Linked DNA regions of Callithrix jacchus: region 1 is linked to region 2. The links are chromatin contacts, called in public Hi-C maps. All regions are on one chromosome and are shown on one strand. The core of a region is the stretch at or near the end of the contact, and the rest is flanking DNA. Distances in the headings are between cores, read along the strand shown. Region 1 has its middle 21 kb from the start of LRRC38. Region 2 has its middle 61 kb from the start of LRRC38.

Evidence for each region. A called contact is a pair of places that touch in the nucleus more often than the background predicts.
Region 1: a contact with region 2 is called in a Hi-C map of skeletal muscle, with 2.0 times the contacts expected there. The contact joins two enhancer-like sites. A contact is called at or near these places in 2 of 3 Hi-C or Micro-C datasets (both in skeletal muscle).

What each region holds. Positions count from the first base shown.
Region 1 is chr7:50,835,208-50,839,489 of calJac240_pri, forward strand. No RefSeq gene overlaps it. Among named protein-coding and RNA genes, the nearest start is that of LRRC38, 21 kb to the left of the region's middle. Within about 2 kb of position 1,679, at least 1 of the 16 cell types and tissues checked has an H3K27ac peak or open chromatin away from gene starts, as enhancers often do. A contact at or near this core is called in skeletal muscle, where this site is marked.
Region 2 is chr7:50,753,275-50,757,241 of calJac240_pri, forward strand. No RefSeq gene overlaps it. Among named protein-coding and RNA genes, the nearest start is that of LRRC38, 61 kb to the right of the region's middle. Within about 2 kb of position 2,202, at least 1 of the 16 cell types and tissues checked has an H3K27ac peak or open chromatin away from gene starts, as enhancers often do. A contact at or near this core is called in skeletal muscle, where this site is marked.

The DNA.
Region 1 (4,282 bases), core at 429-2,928, 81 kb after region 2:
GGACCCAGGACTCCCATGGTTGTCACTATCTGTACAGCTCTGGGCAGATGACAAAGCCCGGAATTATGAGTCAGCGGGTCGGTATTCTGGGGCCAGTGCAGCCTCTAACTCACCTGTCGTTCTGAGAACATCATTAACTGCTCTTGTCTTCTGTCTCGTTTCTAAAATAAGGCTGTTGGGCTAGATGATGCCTGAGGTTCCTCCCTAGGGAATCTTCTGTCTGATAAGTGGCTGGGCTAGGTCAACAGAGGAAATAAGCCCACGGTAACTTACCACCCAGCAGGTCAGAGAATGGCACACTCACTGTTCCTCTGCAGTTGAGCCTTGTTGGTTCCATCCCCAGGACCTGTTTTGATTGTCTTCTCACTGTGCTTTCTGTCTTCTCTTTCTAGCAGTCTTCCTGGAAGCTTCTTTCCAACAGCTCCCCTAGGTCTGGCTATGAATGCTCACTTTTCCCTGCACTGGGAATTAAGCCAATCTTTCTCCACTACTGGAAAATCCCATCACAGCAATCCCTATACCTGTCTCGGTAGTGCGGAGTAAAGCCTGCCTTACTGCCTGCAATGGTCATGAATGGTTTCCTTTAACAGACGGCATCCTATCTCCAGGTGATTGGTTCAGACGTGAACACATGTCCTAGCAGTTTCCGGATGGAGCTTTCGATGAAGAAGGCAGAGTAGGTCTTGGAGGGGACTGAGAAACAGAGGGGAAAGGCAAGCGAGGCATAGCAAGCCTAAAATCACTCAAGAAATTGAACAGATTAAGCAAAATGAGCAAATTATGTGTGTGAAGAACCATGTTAGTCTGCAAGCATTCATTGAGCACCTCCTGTGTGCACACAGAGCCCTTAATCAGCTCTGGACCAAGTACTTGGGAGGAAAGGAAGGTAATGGAAGGTACAACTCTTTTTGTTTGTTTGTTTTTGAGACGGAGTCTTGCTCTGTCGTCTAAGCTAGAGCACAGTGGCGTGATCTCTCAGTTCACTGCAACCTCTGCCTCCTGAGTTCAAGTGATTCTCCTGCTTCAGGCGCGTGCCACCATACCTGGCTAATTATTGTATTTTTAGTAGAGACGGGATTTCGCCATGTTGGCCAGGCTGGTCTCAAACTCCTAACCTGAGGTGATCCACCCACCTCAGCCTCCTAAAATGCTGGGATTACAGGCATGAGCCACTGCGCCCGGCCAGAAGGTACAATTCTGAGGACCCCAGGACTCAGTCCCACAAGACTGCCCCCACTGCAAAGCCCAGTTCCATGGGTGCGAGTTCTTGGTTCCACAGTCCTTCAACTCTAATCCGGACATCATTGGCTCATCAGAGAAACGCTGTTGATTATCTCTGGGTTTAAAGGGAAGCACTTAGGGAGAGCCACTCACATCAGACTGGAGACACTGAATTTGGAAATGCTCCAGTGTCTCACAGGAGACCAGCTGTCTGATTCTTTAGGGAGCAAATGACCTCAGCAGAGGGTGGAGTTTATCGCCAGAAAAGATGAGAGGAGGTGAGGGGGAATGCCTCATTGGAAGTGACACCTAATTACCAGTTTCTCATTCTGTTTCCAGGCGCTGCAAAATAGAGTCCTTCTGGGTATCTGGTCTACCCTTCACCTGCAAAGGCAAGACACACATACTAAGAGGGTGAATCAGGGCTGTTTCCTCAGCTTAATCACGAGCTCCGGTAAGGGCAGAAAATGAGCCTCACATTGTGACGCTCCATTTCCCACTCCTGCTTAGTTATTCGGGAGCTGTTGACGGGTGACACTTGCCTCGGAATTGCGGTGACTTTCAATACCCCTAAGTGTGGAATTTAAGGAGGCAGCCCTCTGCACAGAATGATAATGCATATTGGGGTGCGAAGGGATTGCTGCCTGGAAAACAGGAATGTATCTTAGAGGAGAAAGACCTTGCTGAGACGCTCAGAAAACTTGTGAGGTGATAGTTTTTGCTAAAACATACTGTTGGAAATAGATGCTTGGTGCCACGGAGAAAAATTAGCACTGAGACTAAAGATCTTTCAGCAACACAATTTTTACTCCCTGGACTGCAGGAAGGGCACTTTCACTAGCCATCCTGCCATGAGAGTACAAAGAACAAAGGGGATACATACAAATTTATCCCTTCCGCATTTGGGGTCGTCCTTACTGCTGTGTCTGATCTCCACTGGCTGGAGCCAGACCTCACAATCTAAACTAAAACCCGATTGGCTAACAACTTAAAACTTTTCTAAACAGGTAAAGCAATGGAGAGCTGGGAAGTGCCTGTGAGCACATTGAGCACAGATATCTTGGTTAAAATACAAGGACAGAGAATGTACTATGTGCCTGTAAGCGTGGCATGTCTAGCAGCTACATAGGATAGGGTTTAACGAAGTTATTAGCACACTTGTTCTATAACAAGAAAGGAAACTTTAAAAGGGAACTTTTCTACTTCCCACACATACCCATTGAAGGAAGCGAGGAGCAAAAGGGAGGGAGGGGATTTCTCATCTCGTCTGGGACATACATGCCTGTCACTTCGAGGATGAGATGTGTTGCTGGAAAGTTGAAATTGAAATAGTTATAGCCTGAATCACTTTTTCCATTACTTTCCTTGCAAAAATCGTTCCTTAGAATATTCTTAGGCTCTAGGAGGTAATAAAACCACAGCTAAGGCTACAGCAAACCTTTTCACGTGATCACTTTTTAGCTGCAACTCACCGTTTTCTTATATTTAAAGAAATCCATTCTGAAAAATACAGCATAAAATAGCTGTGGTTATTTCTCCATGTGGTACAATCGTTTCCATGTCAACAGCTGTTTACTGGAGAGTTTGTAAGTCTGGGGCACCTGGCTAAGCATTTTCACACAGTATCTAATTTAGCTGCCACCTCAATTCTGCGAGCTAGAGATTATCTCCTTTTTGGGAGATGTAATAATAAAATTTAGGAAAATTAAGGAAGTGTCCATGTTCACAAAGCAGCAGTGACAGAGCTGGAATGCAAACCCAGGTTGGAGCAAGTTTGGGCCAGGATAGTTCACCTCCACCACAGCTGCCTAATTTAAGGCAGTAAAATAAGAAACCTCAACAAAACAACCCCAACAGTAACAACCTCAGCTGCGATATGAGACAGGACAAAGCCCCGTTTTTTTTCTTTTAGACAGAGTCTTGCTCTTGTCACCCAGGCTGGAGTGCAGTGGTGTGATCTTGGCTCACTGCAACCTCCGTGTCCCAGGTTCAAGCGATTCTCTTGCCGCAGCCTCCCAAGTAGCTGGGACTACAGGTGCGTGCCACCATGCCCAGCTAATTTTTTGTATTTTTAGTAGAGACGGGGTTTCACCATGTTGGCCAGGATGGTCTCGAGCCCCTGACCTCGTGATCCACCTGCCTCGGCCACCCAAAGTGCTGGGATTACGGACAAGAGCCACCGTGCCCGGCCCACAGCCCCAGTTTCTAACAAGTTCTTTCGGAAGGCTCCTTTAAGAGGGTGAGGAAACCAGCTTTTGCTGTTCAGACCTCAGATCCAAAACTCTTTCTGAAATCTGTTGGCTGACATAACAGCTCGGGCAAGGCTGAATGGGTGTGATAAGACAAGGACCCAACCACTTAAAGCCAGTCTGGAAAGGACCAGGAGGAGAGCACCTCTCTGGGATACATGTCAGGAGTGAAAGATCTCCACTGCTGAAATTCCTGAAGGCCTGAGGAGTCCAGAAAGCCCAAGCTAGCAGATCCAGCCATTGATTTCCAAATTTGCTTTTCTAAGGATGCCAGTACTCCTTAGCTGTGTAGTGTCAGCCTCTAAGATGGCCCCGAATAGTCCCCCTTCCTAGTATTCACATCCCTGTGGAATCCCCTCCCACACTGTGCATGGGTGCTCCCCTGGCCAACAGCACATGGTATGCCAATTCTGATATTAGGTTATAAAAAGATGGCAACTTCCATCTTGGGTTCTCTTTGTCTCTCAAGTCACTCACTCTGGGGAAAGTTACCTGCCATGTGGTGAAGACAGAGTCTGTGACAAAGCCCATCTGGCAAAGAGCTGCGGTCTCCTATCAAGAGCCAGCAAGAAACTGAGGCTTCCTCCAAAAGCCACATGAGTGAGCTTGGATGCTGATTCTCCAGCCCCGGACAACTGCAGCCCCTTCAGACATCCTGAACACATTCTCCAGAGAGATCTTGAACCAGAAGCATCCAGTGAAGCTGCTTCCAGATTCCTCACCCATAAAACCTGTGAAATTATAAATGTTTGTGCTTTCAAGCTGCTAAATTCTAGGTTCCTTTGTTCTACGGCAGTAGCTAATACAAGTTT
Region 2 (3,967 bases), core at 952-3,451:
GTTTTTCTATTTTTAGTAGAGATGGGGTTTTGCCACTGGGCCATGCCCAGCCAATTATTATTATTATTATTATTATTATTATTAGACAGGTTAGCCCTCTGTCACCCAGGCTAGTGTTATGGCACAAAGAGTTTACTGCGACCTCGATCTCCCAGGCTTAAGCAGTTCTCCTACCTCAGCCTCCCAGGTAGCTAGGACTACAGATGTGTGCCCTCCTGCCTAGCTAATATAATATTATTTCTGTTTTGAGGCTCGGAAAAGAGCCTCACAGTTCCCTGTCATTTCATAGCCATCTTGCTGAGTTAGGCAGAGTGGGGAGAATGCATGATCTTTTCTTCACAACTGAGGGCACTGGCTGTATTACTGTCATCAGTATCCCCTGTTCCTCCCCTCCCTGCCTCTCAAGGGGTTTGTCTGGAGCCACAGTGTCTGTACAATTCTCTTGGTGTTCTCCCTGCTGTCGACCTCTGGGAGGCAGTGATCTCACTAAGAAGAAAAAGAACCTCAGTGTCCGGCAAAGAGATCTCCGAGTTGCCTACCCAAGAACCAAACAAAGAAATCTGAGTGCAGACGCTTTCAGGGCCAGATGGCGGTGGCAGTTTTCCAATCTGAGATTATCCAAAAGAGTATAAACCCCTAGGCTCCTGCAGCAACTAAAATAGGGAGTTGGCTCCAGACAGCTCCTCCTATTGGCAATCTTCCTGATGAGCAAGTGTGAACTCCATGACCTTGCCCTTACTCCACGGAATTAATGGGGGATGATTCTTTCCTGTGAGTTGACCAAGCATCTTTCAGATGACCACACCGAGGTCTGGTGCGATAAAGGCCAGACAACTTTTCTTTTTAATCTGATCAGGGTTAACAAATTCAAATTCAAAATATCAGTTCCAAATTTGATTCACATCATACCCAGTAAAGCCTCAATGAGTATAAGTATGTCTCCTTTTTTTTTTTTTTTAAATGGAGTCTCACTCTGTCGCCCAGGCTGGAGTGCAGTGGCACAATCTTGGCTCACTGCAACCTCCACCTCCCGGGTTCAAGCAGTTCTCTTCAACTTCCGAGTGTCTGCCACCATGCCCGGCTAATTTTTTTATATTTAGAAGAGATGGGGTTTCACCATCTTGGCCAGGCTGGTCTTGAACTCCTGACCTCATGATCCACCTGCCTCAGCCTCTCAAAGTGCTGGAATTACAGGTTTGAGCCACTGCGCCCAGCTGAGTATAACTATGCCTTAAATAACGGAAGAGATATACTAAAAAATTAGTAGTTATTTAACTAGAATTTACATTGAACTGGGAGTTGTATATTTTATCTGGAAACTCTATGTCCGTATTTCCATTAAGCCCACTGTTTTAGGTAGTAGAACAAAAAGAAAGATACTAGAAGGTGCTAGGCCAGTGTGTGAGCTCTGAGCTTAAATCTACACGGGTTTAAATTCTAGATCTATGGCCGGGCACGGTGGCTTATGCCTGTAATCCCAGCACTTTGGAAGGCTGAGGTGGGCGGATCACTAGAGGTCAGGAGTTCGAGACAAGCCTGGCCAACGTGGCAAAACCCCATCTCTACTAAAAATACAAAAACTAGCCAGGCATGGTGGCAGGTGCCTGTAATCCCAGCTACTCAGGAGGCTGAGGCAGGAGAATCACTTGAACCTGGAAGGCAGAGGTTGTAGCGATCCGAGATCGAACCACTGCACTCCAGCCTGGCGACAGAGCGAGACTCCATCTCAAAAAAAGAAAAAAAGAAACACGCCCAAGTGTTGTGTGGAACTTTGGGGGAAGTCCTCTTTTTTTTTTCCAAATTTCATTCATTTATTTATTATTTTTGAGATACAGTCTCACTCTGTCGCCTAGGCTGGCGTGCAGTGGTGTGATTGTGGCCCACTGCAACCTCTGCCCCCTGGGTTCAAGCAATTCTCCTGCCTCTGCCTCCCTAGTAGCTGGGATTACAGGCTTGTGCCACTAAGCCCAGCTAATTTTTGTATCTTTAGTAAAGACGAGGTTTCACCATGTTGGCCAGGCTGGTCTCGAACTCCTGAGCTCAGGTGATCCTCCCACTTCAGCCTTCCAAAGTGCTGGGATTACAGGCGGAGCAACAGGAAGTCCTCTTAAAAGGGAATGGGGCGCCCTCCCCCTCTTAAGATGCTAAAGTGATGGCTGGAGTACAAGCAGCCGTCTTGGATCATGAGGTTCCTCCTGGAAGCCAGAGCCACAGTGAAAAAAAGCCTGGGCTCCTGGAATTGTGGGGTGGCCGCAAAATCCTCTACTGACCACCCAGTCTGAGAGAGAAATGAGCTTCCATCTCATTCAAGCCACTGTTACGTGTTCTGTTGTTGTCGTTCGCTTGTCTGTTGTTATTTGTAGCCGACTCGATCCTGAGTGATACACGGGGGTTCTCCTCCTACTTCGACATTAACCAGCTTTATTATTTATTTATTTTTATTTTTTATTTTTATTTAATTAATTTATTTATTTATTTTGAAGGAAAGGATGAGTGTCTAGGCTGAGGGAAGGAAGGAAGGTCTATTTATTTATTTCTTTTGAGACAGGGTTTCTGTCACCCAGACTGGAGTGTAGTGGCTTGATCTTGTTCTAAAATTCTGATTCCAGTCAGTCTGAGACATAAATCTTCCATAGCATGTATTCATAGCATCATTAAGGCAGATGGAAGGTGAGGCGTGGTTGTCACGGAGATGCCCCAGGGATGTTGCTTGTAGCAGAGAAGATGCTCAATGTCTGCTGAACAAACTGAAGGAAGCGGTGCCAGCAAATAGTCAGAAAGCCACTTATCATCAATCGGAAGGGTGGCAGCCTTTGGACTGGCCAAAGCGAGCCATTGTTCTTGCCTCGGGAGCCAGGGGATGGAGCAACGTAACTGGAAAGTGAAGGCTTCTTGTGCAAGAAATACAGAGATTGCTCAAACTAGACCACAGGCATAAATGCCCAGAGGAGGGAGTTCCAGGACACCTTGGAAAATGGACCCTACAAGTATAGCCCATCCAGTGCCTCCACTCCCAACAGCTGGTGAGGCTCTCCTGTAGGGGAAGGGATGTAGCCCGGAAAGGAGTGAGGTTGCAGCTCAAGGGAAGGGTTTCTTTCCCCAGGTGGCTGCCTCCATCAATGGGTGTCCTCTCTGTTTTGGAAGTTCTAGCCATATATTTATTTTACTTTATTTTATTTTTTGAGACAAAGTCTCGCTCTGTCACCCAGGCTGGAGTGCAGTGGTGCAATCTCAGCTCACTGCAACCTCCGCCTCCTGAGTTCAAGCGATTCTCCTGCCTCAGCCTCCTGAGTAACTGGCATTATAAGGGTGCTGTAGTATACCCTGTTAATTGCTGTATTTTTTCTAAGAATGTTTATTCAAGACTTGGCAGGGCCAGGCGCTTACACCTGTAATCTCAACACTTGGGAGGCTGAGGTGGGCCCATTGCTTGAGCCTAGGAGTTCAAGACCAGCCTGAGCAACATGGCAAAACCCTGTCTCTACAAAAACACAGAAAAAAATAGTGGGGCATGTTGGCATGTACCTGTAGTCCTAGCTACTTGGGAGGCTGAGGTGGGAGGATCACCTGAACCTGGGAAGTTGGGGCTGCAGTGAGTTGTGATGTCACCCCTGCACTCCAGCCTGAGTGACAGAGTGAGACCCTGTCTAAAGAAAAAGAAAAGACTGCTATTTTCCCTTTCCATATGAGAATTGTGTGGAACCATCAGAAACAAGACTTGGGGTTAAGAGTGCCAAGGAGATACAGAAATGTCTCTTGTGTCTGTTTCTCTTTCTTTTCTTTAAAACATGTTTCCTTTCTTTTCTAGGGCAGGGCCCATCCCCTGATCTGCCTCCCTACTCTCAGCCTTAATCATCCACTGCACTATTTATAGTCCTCATGCAAGATCCCAGCAGAAAGGAGGGCAGGGCTGACAGCAGTCCACCCTGGGATTGCAACTGATCCTCTTCGTCTGCAACACTGGAGC